2 separate regions of the Sus scrofa genome follow, and region 1 is linked to region 2. A link is a contact called in public HiChIP or PLAC-seq data. All regions are on one chromosome and are shown on one strand. The core of a region is the stretch at or near the end of the contact, and the rest is flanking DNA. Distances in the headings are between cores, read along the strand shown. Region 1 overlaps HIVEP2 (transcription factor HIVEP2). Region 2 overlaps HIVEP2 (transcription factor HIVEP2).

Region 1 (5,104 bases), core at 666-3,165, 150 kb after region 2:
TGTAATAGTTATAAAAAGGATGTCTTAGAGTTGAAAAACATTTTCAATTTATGCAATTTCAGGCAGGTTCTTTAGGATTGGTTTTGGTTTCTCACTTTGTTATGACAATCTCTTTGTGTTTCATTTTCTTTCAGACCGTTTTATTTTAGTGAAACTGGCAATTGAACTTTGCTCTAGTTGATGGGCAAAATTTCTCCTAGAATATTCATCATCCCAACTTCATCCTAGTTGAAAATATTCAAATGCCATAAGAATTCTTTATAGATTTGCACTTAGCTTTTGGATGGACATTTCTACAATGGAGAGAACTGTGTTATAGCCCCGGTCCAAGGACATTACCATCTAATGCCCATAGACTGCGGGGTGGGAGTGAAGGTTCCAAAGAGAAGGCGTACTCAGCAAGTTTTGCAGACACCCTGGAACATGGAAACAAGCAGGCTTTGAGAAAGCACCGCTCTGAAGACACTCCATGCGTCTGCACGGCTTTCAAGTGAACTAGCCCTTAAGACCTTGTGTAACAAAATGGACACTGGGGACACAGCTCTAGGACAAAAAGCTACCTCAAGGTCTGGAGAAACTGATAAAGCATCCAGTAGATGGAGACAGGAACAATCAGCTGTTATTAAGATGAGCACTTTTGGCAGTCAAGAAGGACAGCGGCAACCGCAAATAGATCCTGAGCAAATAGGAAACACGGCGTCAGCACAACTCTTTGGTTCTGGGAAACTGGCCTCACCTAGCGAAGTGGCACAGCAAGTCACAGAGAAGCAATACCCACCACACCGTCCGAGTCCTTATTCATGCCAACATTCACTCTCCTTCCCTCAGCACTCATTGCCACAGGGGGTCATGCACAGCAACAAGCCACATCAGAGCCTCGAGGGCCCTCCGTGGCTTTTCCCTGGCCCTTTGCCACCTGTTGCCTCCGAGGACTTATTTTCCTTTCCTATACACGGCCACAGTGGTGGTTATCCCAGAAAAAAGATTTCAAGTCTGAACCCTGCTTATAGCCAATACTCCCAGAAAAGTATTGAACAGTCTGAAGATGCTCACAAAAAAGAGCACAAACCCAAGAAGCCCGGCAAGTACATTTGCCCTTACTGCAGCAGGGCATGTGCCAAACCCAGCGTACTGAAAAAACACATCAGGTCCCATACTGGTGAGCGGCCATATCCATGTATACCTTGTGGTTTCTCTTTCAAGACAAAGAGCAATTTGTACAAGCACAGGAAGTCACATGCCCATGCCATTAAGGCAGGATTAGTCCCTTTCACAGAGTCAGCTGTATCTAAATTGGACCTGGAGGCCGGGTTTATTGACGTAGAAGCAGAAATACATTCAGATGGTGAACAGAGTACAGACACAGATGAGGAAAGTTCTTTGTTTGTTGAGGCCCCTGACAAAATGAGTCCTGGGCCACCTATCCCTTTGGACATCGCCAGCAGAGGTGGCTATCATGGGTCACTGGAGGAATCACTGGGAGGGCCGATGAAGGTGCCGATTTTGATTATCCCCAAAAGCGGGATTCCTTTACCTAATGAGAGCTCTCCGTATATTGGTTCTGATATGCTACCAAACCCGTCTTTAAATACTAAGCCTGATGACTCTCACACAGTTAAACAGAAACTTGCACTAAGACTGTCAGAGAAAAAAGGACAAGATTCTGAGCCATCTCTGAACCTTCTGAGCCCGCACAGTAAAGGAAGCACTGACTCTGGTTACTTTTCCCGCTCAGAAAGTGCAGAGCAGCAGATTAGCCCTCCAAACACAAATGCAAAGTCTTATGAAGAAATCATCTTTGGAAAATACTGTCGGCTCAGTCCGAGAAATACACTCAGTGTTACAACCACGAGTCAGGAGCGTGCCACGATGGGTAGGAAGGGCACCATGGAATCATTACCTCATGTAAACACCAGGCTAGATGTCAAGATTTTTGAAGATCCAGTTTCACAGCTGATCCCAGGCAAGGGAGAAGTCGACCCCAGTCAGACAAGCATGCTGAAATCCGCTAAATTCAACAGTGAGTCACGACAATCCCAGACTATTCCATCATCTATCAGGAATGAAGGAAAACTTTATCCGGCCAATTTCCAAGGTAGCAGCCCAATCCTCCTAGAAGCTCCTGTTGACTCTTCACCCCTGATTAGAAGCAACTCAATGCCAACTTCTTCAGCAACTAATTTAAGTCTTCCTCCTTCTCTGAGAGGAAGTCACTCATTTGATGAAAGGATGACTGGTTCCGATGATGTGTTCTACCCAGGGACTGTAGGAATAGCCCCTCAGCGCATGTTAAGGAGACAAGCAGCTTTCGAGCTGCCCTCAGTACAGGAGGGGCACGTGGAGGCAGAACACCACGGCAGGATGTCCAAGGGTATCACAGGTCCATCCCTGAAGGAAAAGAAATTGATTCCTGGGGACAGGGTTGGGTACGATTACGACGTCTGTCGGAAGCCCTATAAGAAGTGGGAGGACTCTGAGACGCCAAAGCAAAGCTATAGGGATATTTCCTGCATCAGCCCCTTAAAACATGGTGGAGAGTATTTCATGGATCCCTCGGTGCCACTTCAGGGAGTGCCAACCATGTTTGGGACTACGTGTGAAAATCGAAAACGTCGGAAAGAGAAGAGTGTAGGGGATGAGGAGGACACCCCCATGATTTGCAGCAGCGTCGTCAGCACGCCCGTGGGCATCACGACCTCAGATTACGATCCCAAACTGCAGCTGCAGGAAGGAGCGAGGAGTGGGTTCATGCTGGCTGGACAGGAGAACCCTTCTCATGGTCACTCTGAGCGCTACGATCCGTGTCGACCCCCGCTGCAATCCGGAAGTCCGTCTCTTGGGTCAGAGGAGTCCCCCGCAGCCGCTGATTCGGACAAGCTGTCAGACGTAGGGGGCAGAAAACCTCCCGGAAATGTGATTTCTGTGATTCAGCACACGAACTCGCTGAGCCGACCCAACTCATTTGAGAGGTCCGAGTCTGCGGAGCTGGCGGCCAGCGCCCAGGAGAAAGCCTCGTCACCTTCCGAGACGTGCGACAGTGAGATTTCGGAAGCCCCCGTGAGCCCCGAGTGGGCGCCGCCGGGGGAGAGCGCGGAGGCGGGGGCGAAACCATCCCCTTCGCAGCCCGGCCAGCAGCAGCCCTACCACGCGCAGCCCCGGTTAGTGCGCCAGCACAACATCCAGGTCCCCGAGATTCGCGTGACCGAGGAGCCCGACAAGCCAGAGAAGGAGAAAGAAGGCCAGAGTAAAGAGCCGGACAAGCCCATGGAGGAATTTCAGTGGCCCCAGAGAAGCGAGACGCTCTCCCAACTTCCAGCAGAGAAGCTGCCGCCCAAAAAGAAGCGTTTGCGGCTCGCGGATATGGAGCACTCCTCCGGGGAATCCAGCTTCGAGTCCACGGGCACCGGCCTCTCCCGCAGCCCTAGCCAGGAAAGTAACTTATCCCACAGCTCCAGTTTCTCCATGTCTTTCGATAGAGAAGAAACCATGAAGCTTGGGGCACCTCCCAAGCAGGATGAGTTTGGGAAGCACTCGGAGTTTTTGACCGTTCCGGCTGGTTCCTACTCGTTGTCTGTCCCTGGCCACCACCACCAAAAGGAGATGCGACGCTGCTCGTCCGAGCAGATGCCTTGTCCTCACCCAGCCGAAGTCCCAGAAATTCGGAGCAAATCTTTTGATTATGGGAATTTGTCCCATGCTCCAGTGGCAGGGGCCTCGGCCTCCACGTTGTCCCCCTCCCGGGAGAGGAAGAAGTGCTTTCTGGTGCGGCAGGCTTCTTTCAGCGGCTCTCCGGAGATCGCCCAGGGAGAGGTCGGTGCGGAGCTGGTGAAGCAGGAACAGCTGGAGCATCTGCACGCCAGCCTCAGGTCCACATGGCACCACGCCCCGTGCTCTGTGCTCCCTCCTCTTCAGGCAGAGGATCCAGGGAAGCAGGTTGTGGGTCCTTGTGCCCAGCTGAGCTCAGGACCACTCCACCTGGCCCAGCAGCAGATCATGCACCTGGACAGTCAGGAATCTCTGAGAAATCCTTTGATACAACCTACATCCTATATTACAAGCAAGCACTTGTCTGAACAGCCACACTTATTTCCACATCAAGAGTCTATTCCGTTTTCTCCGATCCAGAACGCCTTGTTTCAGTTTCAATACCCTACCGTCTGTATGGTTCATTTACCAGCTCAGCAGCCCCCCTGGTGGCAGGCACACTTCCCCCATCCCCTTGCTCAGCACCCTCCGAAGAGCTATGGCAAGCCTTCCTTCCAGGCAGAAATGCACCCCAGCTATCCCCTGGAGCCTGTGGCAGAGCACACTGGAAAGAAATCCGCTGATTACACGCACACGAAAGAGCAAACCTACCCGGGTTATTCAGGAACATCAGGGCTACACTCAAAGAACCTTCTTCCAAAGTTTCCGTTGGACCAGAGCACCAAGTCAGCAGATACTCCCTCCGAGTCGGTCCTTCAGGAAGATTTCGCCTCGGCAAACGCTGGGCCTTTACAGTCCTTACCAGGAACAGTGGTTCCGGTTAGGATCCAGACCCACGTACCGTCCTACGGGAGTGTCATGTACACAAGCATTTCTCAGATACTTGGGCAGAACAGCCCGGCCATCGTCATATGCAAAGTCGACGAGAATGTGACCCAAAGAACACTGGTAACCAACGCAGCCATGCAGGGGATCGGGTTTAACATTGCCCAGGTGTTGGGCCAGCACACGGGCTTGGAAAAATACCCTATCTGGAAAGTACCTCAGACCTTACCCCTGGGCTTAGAATCCTCCATCCCCTTATGTTTACCTTCCACCTCTGACAGCGTGGCCACCCTGGGAGGCAGCAAGCGGATGCTCTCGCCAGCCAGCAGCTTAGAGCTCTTCATGGAAACAAAGCAGCAGAAAAGGGTCAAAGAAGAAAAGATGTACGGACAGATCGTGGAGGAGCTCAGCGCTGTGGAGCTGACCAACTCAGACATCAAAAAGGACCTCTCCCGCCCACAGAAACCCCAGCTGGTTCGACAGGGCTGTGCCTCTGAGCCCAAGGATGGCTTGCCGTCAAGGTCATCTTCCTTCTCCTCGCTCTCGCCCTCCTCATCTCAAGACCATCCATCGG
Region 2 (5,168 bases), core at 280-2,779:
GGTAGTGAATGCCAGGTAGTAAATGCCTGGATAGGACAGCTAACATTTACTAAGTTGTAGTCTTTTATTTGTGCTTAAAGTGCTAAAAAAAAATTTTTTTTTTAAGTAAACTTTAAAAAATGTAACTTCTTTATCAAGGAGGAGTAGCTTTGGATGATGAACTTCATGAAAGCATCAAGATGATGAGTTCTTTTTAATTCTTAAGATTCATTTACTTGTGAATCTACAGGTTACAACGCAGGAAATATCATGATTCTTTTAACAGCCTAAATATATTTAAGAATAGAGTTAGTTTTTTAGAGCAGCTTTAGAGTCACAGCAAAATTGAGTGGAATAGAGAGTCCATAGCACTGCCTGCCCCCTTCCCCTCCCCCACTCCCTGATGGGCACAGCCTCCTCCACTATTAGAATCTTGCATAGGGTGGTACATTGGTTACAGTGGATAAATCTGCATTGACATGTCATTATCACCCAAAGTCCATAATTTACACTTGATAAAGCCCTAAATATTTTAATTCCATGTCCTGATGTGAGGCGTTGCTAAATTCAAATGTTAGAGAAATTGGCAAAATACAACATCTGTTAACATTGATTCGCCAAAGAAGAACAGAATCTAAAATTTGTTAAGCTCATCCAGTTTTTTTATTTAAAAATGATTATAGAGTCCCTTATAGTCTCATAACCCTTATTAACCTTAAGCCACTGCTTTTCTAGAATTACACATGGTTATAATCTGGTTTATGGTTTGTACTAAATGGAGGGCTGGAAATTTAGGATAAAGGAAACTTTAAAAATCGCTATTATTTTTATATGAATGGGTAAAATTTCCACTTTAAAACATCCTGGCCAAAAGTTTTGCGTGCCATTAAAGTGGATAAGTACAAAACTGATTCTTAAGAGGTTCGGATTTTTAAAAATTAGACATTCCAGATATGATAAATTAGGACCTAATAAGTAAAAGGACTTTATATGTTGTGTAGGGGGTGTTTTTTAATAAATGAAAACGAATAGAAATGCTTTTAGAAACGTCTGAGGAGTGTCTTCTTGCCGCCTTTGACCTCACTGGAGCTGTGCAGTAGAGAAATCTTTTTCACTTGCATCTGACAGTTACTTTAGGAATCCACAATCAGGAGATGGAAAACGAGGAAAACACCTAATTGCAACAACACTGAAATGATTTTCACTTTTGATTATTTAAAAATAATCCTAGTGTAGAAAGAGTCATCTTGGGGGGAAATTACGTTAAAAATTGAGCTAAGAAACTTGCGCCAAAAAAAGTGCTTCCTCTGAGCACCTGGAAACACACGCCTTTCCCGGCCCCGGGGAAGGAGCGGGCGGCGGGCGGGAGGGGAGCAGGGTTGGGGAGCGGCCGGGCTGGGTCCGCCTGACGCGGGCGGGCGGAAAAGCCGCTCCCGCGCCGCCCCCGCCCGCGTGGCCCCCGGCGCCACGAGCCCTTCCACCCCGGGGAGCCCCGGCCCGCCCTGCAAGGGGCTGAACGTGAGGCCCCGGGCCGCCGCCGACACCCGAGGGAGTGTGAATGCAGTGACGTCTCCGCCGGTTGCAGCTGCACAACAGGAAATGCTCTCGGCCTCCCCCTTCCTGTCGGGGGAAAGTGGGGCTCGCAGCTCCCGCCGCGCCCGCCCAGACCTAGTTTCGGGGCGGCCCTCCCGGGGGCAGGGGCGCTGAGGAGAAGGCACTGACTTGGCCGAGGCTCGCTTGGCCGAGCCTGCCAGGGGACTCACTGTGCCGGAGGTCCGGGGATCGCTGGCCTCGGGGAGACCGCTGCAGCTGTACAATAGGGAACCCCGGTCAGGTGGGCCGGCTGCCTGGGGGTGAAGAGTGCTGAATAATGCTGGCTGCAGAGGGCCTGAGCGGACTTGTCCTTCGCCTTGCAGAATGCACCTTCTTTCTCTTCACGAAGCCGTACAGGAAACCTCTTGTTTCACCCTCTTTCTAACTGTCACCTTTTTGCTTTGTTGTGGAAGCAAAGATATGAATGTTTGCAGCCAAGCACAAGCATCGTGCCCTTACACACTTCGAGACGGAATCATTACAAGAAAACTCTCCGGGTAGTCATGATTTTTAAACGTTATGTAGTTAGTAAATCTTGTTTGAAAAAATGCTTATTGTGAATTTGAGAACAGAAATGTAGCCCTAATTTACTATGCTCGAATTATAGATGGATTTAAAAAAACAAAACAAACCTTTTCTACTTTTTTTTTTTTTTTTTTTCGGCTATAGGTAGGATTAAAAAGTTGAAGCCAAGAGAGTAAATCCAGCCTTTTTAGTAACAGGTGTTTTACTTTGCATTAATGATCTTTCAAGGTACATTTTAGAATCAGTGTTGAGCTTAATATTCTATAATTTAGTAACATGAATCTTGTATGTTTTATATACTTGTGAGCAAGGTAAGGGAGAATAGTATCGTATCAGCTGCGCAGTCATCATTCTGACCACTTCTCTGCTTCTCTCCTTGACTCATGAATAGGCTTTGTAATGGTAGATTGTTCTTTTGGCCCCACAGCCAAAATGCCAGAGTTCACTGGGAGGTCTGCTAAGGTTTCTTATATCAAAGACTTGACAGAGAAAGGATTTAATAGATGAAGCTATGATTTAGTAGTTCATAGTAAACCTAGAAAATCATTCTAAATTGCGCCATACACTGTTCACATGTTTAAGTTAAACCGAGTCACAAGACTAATGGCTGACCTATGCTTATATAATTGTTGCCTAAATATTTTCCTTTTAAAAAATCCCCACAGGATCATTAGAAATGTATGTAGTACAATGGCATTTCCCTTGGGATGCTTTCAGCTGATTTATGCAATAAGGAAATTAAAGAGGGCTTGAGTACACTTGGAATAAGAGCTGTCGATTTAAACATTAGCCCTTTTTAAGACAGCTTTTTCCTTTAATAGAATATAACATAAATACCCTCTCTTTGTACCATATGAGCCTCATTCAAGTTGTTATCTTGACACTCTTATTTGGTTGTGAGATGCACAAAAATATTTGTACAGATATTCTCAATGGCCCTCTAAAGGAAATCAAGTTAGAAGAACAGAGGGGAATTTGTGACTGCTAGATATTACTCACTAAAATTTGCGCTCAATAGTTAGATGGATTCAAGGGGCGAACATGACGGTGCACGGTGCGAGTGAAAATGTGTTGTAAAACTGGAAAGCCACATGTTAATGCAATATTGTTTTATTTTTTAAAAAATATGATTCTCTTTTCCCATTTCTCCCCCTATAGTAAAATTACACAGAAGATATACAACAGGAAAATTGTTGAAGTGGAAATTTGTTTGTCCTTTGTGGCCACCATATAGTTGGGTCCCCAACCCTACATTTATTTGCTCTCTAATAAGGTTTAACTGCTTTTAAACCTAGCTTGGCCATTTATAGCCCTGGTATTATGAAAGTATTTATTTAGCAGTATTAATATAAGGATCAATTACTCCAGATCTGTATTAGCAATAATCCACAGTTTTTATGCAGCATCTCATTGGAGGTGCTAAGTAGGATTCTTAGACACATTAATTAAATCGTGTAACAACCAGGAGATTAGCATCTCTGTTTTATAAAAAACACCGTGTGAGGAATTCTTATGGACTATACATAGAACTTGAATTTTTATAATGTTACCTCAGACCCAGCACCTCATCTAGTTGTATATGTTTGTGGCCCAAAGATATATAATTTGATTCAGTCATACATGAGTTACAAATATTCTGCCTTTTATGTGGCAGAAGGAGTTGTGCCTGTCTAGTGACCCAAACTACAATTCTGAGTAGGGTGGTAGAAAAATAAATCTTTTACTTCTCAGCTGAGAAGTTTGTGCTTCTTGGAGGAAAATCCTAGGATAAATGCCATCCATTATATCTTAGAATCATAATTGAAGTGTCTTAAAAAAGGTTGGTTTTTCTCCTGTCTTTCCCAGTGCATTTCACAAACCAGGGAAGAGTGTCTCATTCTCACCGATACTTCAAGGTCTAGTGCAGCTCCACCCAGAGCAGATGCCCAGGGCACAGGTGCTAAATGGAGATATTAATATGCTATCACCATTTCTCATGATTCAGACACTATTTCATGTTCCTGGGCCATACTTTCAGAATCCTCCTTTTGTTCAGTGGTTTGAATTCAGCAAATATGAAACAATATTTGATTTTTTTCAATGAAATGTAAACACACAGTAACTGCTCAATAGGTGTTTAATAAATTGAGAAATATTGAAAGAATTTAGCCATATTGTCATCCTGGGTGCTTTATTTACTATTCTAATCATTTGCAGCCCTCCTCTTTCATCTAAGGAGAGTCATTTTTTAAAAAGCTTATTGACCTATTGGTTTACAAAAGAAGACATTTAGTGAAACCAAAGATCAGTCCACTTGAATTTGAATTATTTTTATCAGCACTTAACCCTGAGGCTGTACATACCGGTTTGAGATCCAAAGATTCTTTGAGCTCTTAAAGGTAATTCTGTTTGACCATTCATTGCCTAGGAGGATCTTTGGTGCCGTGTTTAAATCTTTCTGTAAGGGGGTTTGTGGATTAAAAGGCCAGTGCTCTATATTCAGTGCCTAGGAGGGTGCCCAGCATAGAATCTAGGGGTTCCCGAGGGAGGGCTAGCTTTGTGGCAGGCATGTGACCTGTGTCGAGCTTGGTTTAATGCTCTGCTGTCTTGAAATTCTTACTTTTTGAACGAGGCCCTTGTATTTTTGTTTGGCACTGGGCTCTGCAAATTATGTAGCTGATCTTGGTGCTTAATAAATATTTGTGACAAAATGAATGACTTGAGTACAGCATTTAGAAACTTAAGATTTTGCTCCTGAAAACTTTGGCTTGATGATGAGCCTTAGTTTCCCTGTCTTTCTGAGATGCAAGGAAATGAAAAACAGACTGGATGCCATCCAATTAAGTATCTCAACTAGAATATTATTTGGAAGTGAATCTGAATGGCCTTAAAAAACAAGTCTTCTCCAAAGTGTTCAGTATAACCTCTTGGTTGGGTTGGGCTGAGTAGAAGTTCTGATAGAATGTGGAAGATTGAAGGTTACCTAATGGCAAATGTAATACGCTGCATCACGTGTCTATTTTCTTCTTTTCTTTATATTCTTAGCTATATTTCAGCTCATGTTTGTTTAACTATTAACTTTAAAATATTTA

The links. HiChIP or PLAC-seq counts read pairs in DNA pulled down with a chosen protein or histone mark.
Region 1: an H3K27ac HiChIP or PLAC-seq map of skeletal muscle shows a contact between it and region 2. The contact joins two enhancer-like sites. A contact is called at or near these places in 2 of 47 Hi-C or Micro-C datasets (embryonic fibroblasts and skeletal muscle) and 1 of 2 datasets of contacts at active chromatin or transcription factors (skeletal muscle).

The regions. Positions count from the first base shown.
Region 1 is chr1:22,412,661-22,417,764 of Sscrofa11.1, forward strand. It overlaps HIVEP2 (transcription factor HIVEP2), which reads left to right. Exons shown (of 10, transcript XM_021072421.1): 5 at 135-5,104. The coding sequence starts at 523. Among named protein-coding and RNA genes, the nearest start is that of HIVEP2, 170 kb to the left of the region's middle. Within about 2 kb of position 1,916, at least 9 of the 83 cell types and tissues checked have an H3K27ac peak or open chromatin away from gene starts, as enhancers often do. A contact at or near this core is called in skeletal muscle, where this site is marked.
Region 2 is chr1:22,258,977-22,264,144 of Sscrofa11.1, forward strand. All of the region lies in intron 1 of HIVEP2 (transcription factor HIVEP2), which reads left to right. Among named protein-coding and RNA genes, the nearest start is that of HIVEP2, 21 kb to the left of the region's middle. Within about 2 kb of position 1,530, at least 62 of the 83 cell types and tissues checked have an H3K27ac peak or open chromatin away from gene starts, as enhancers often do. A contact at or near this core is called in skeletal muscle, where this site is marked.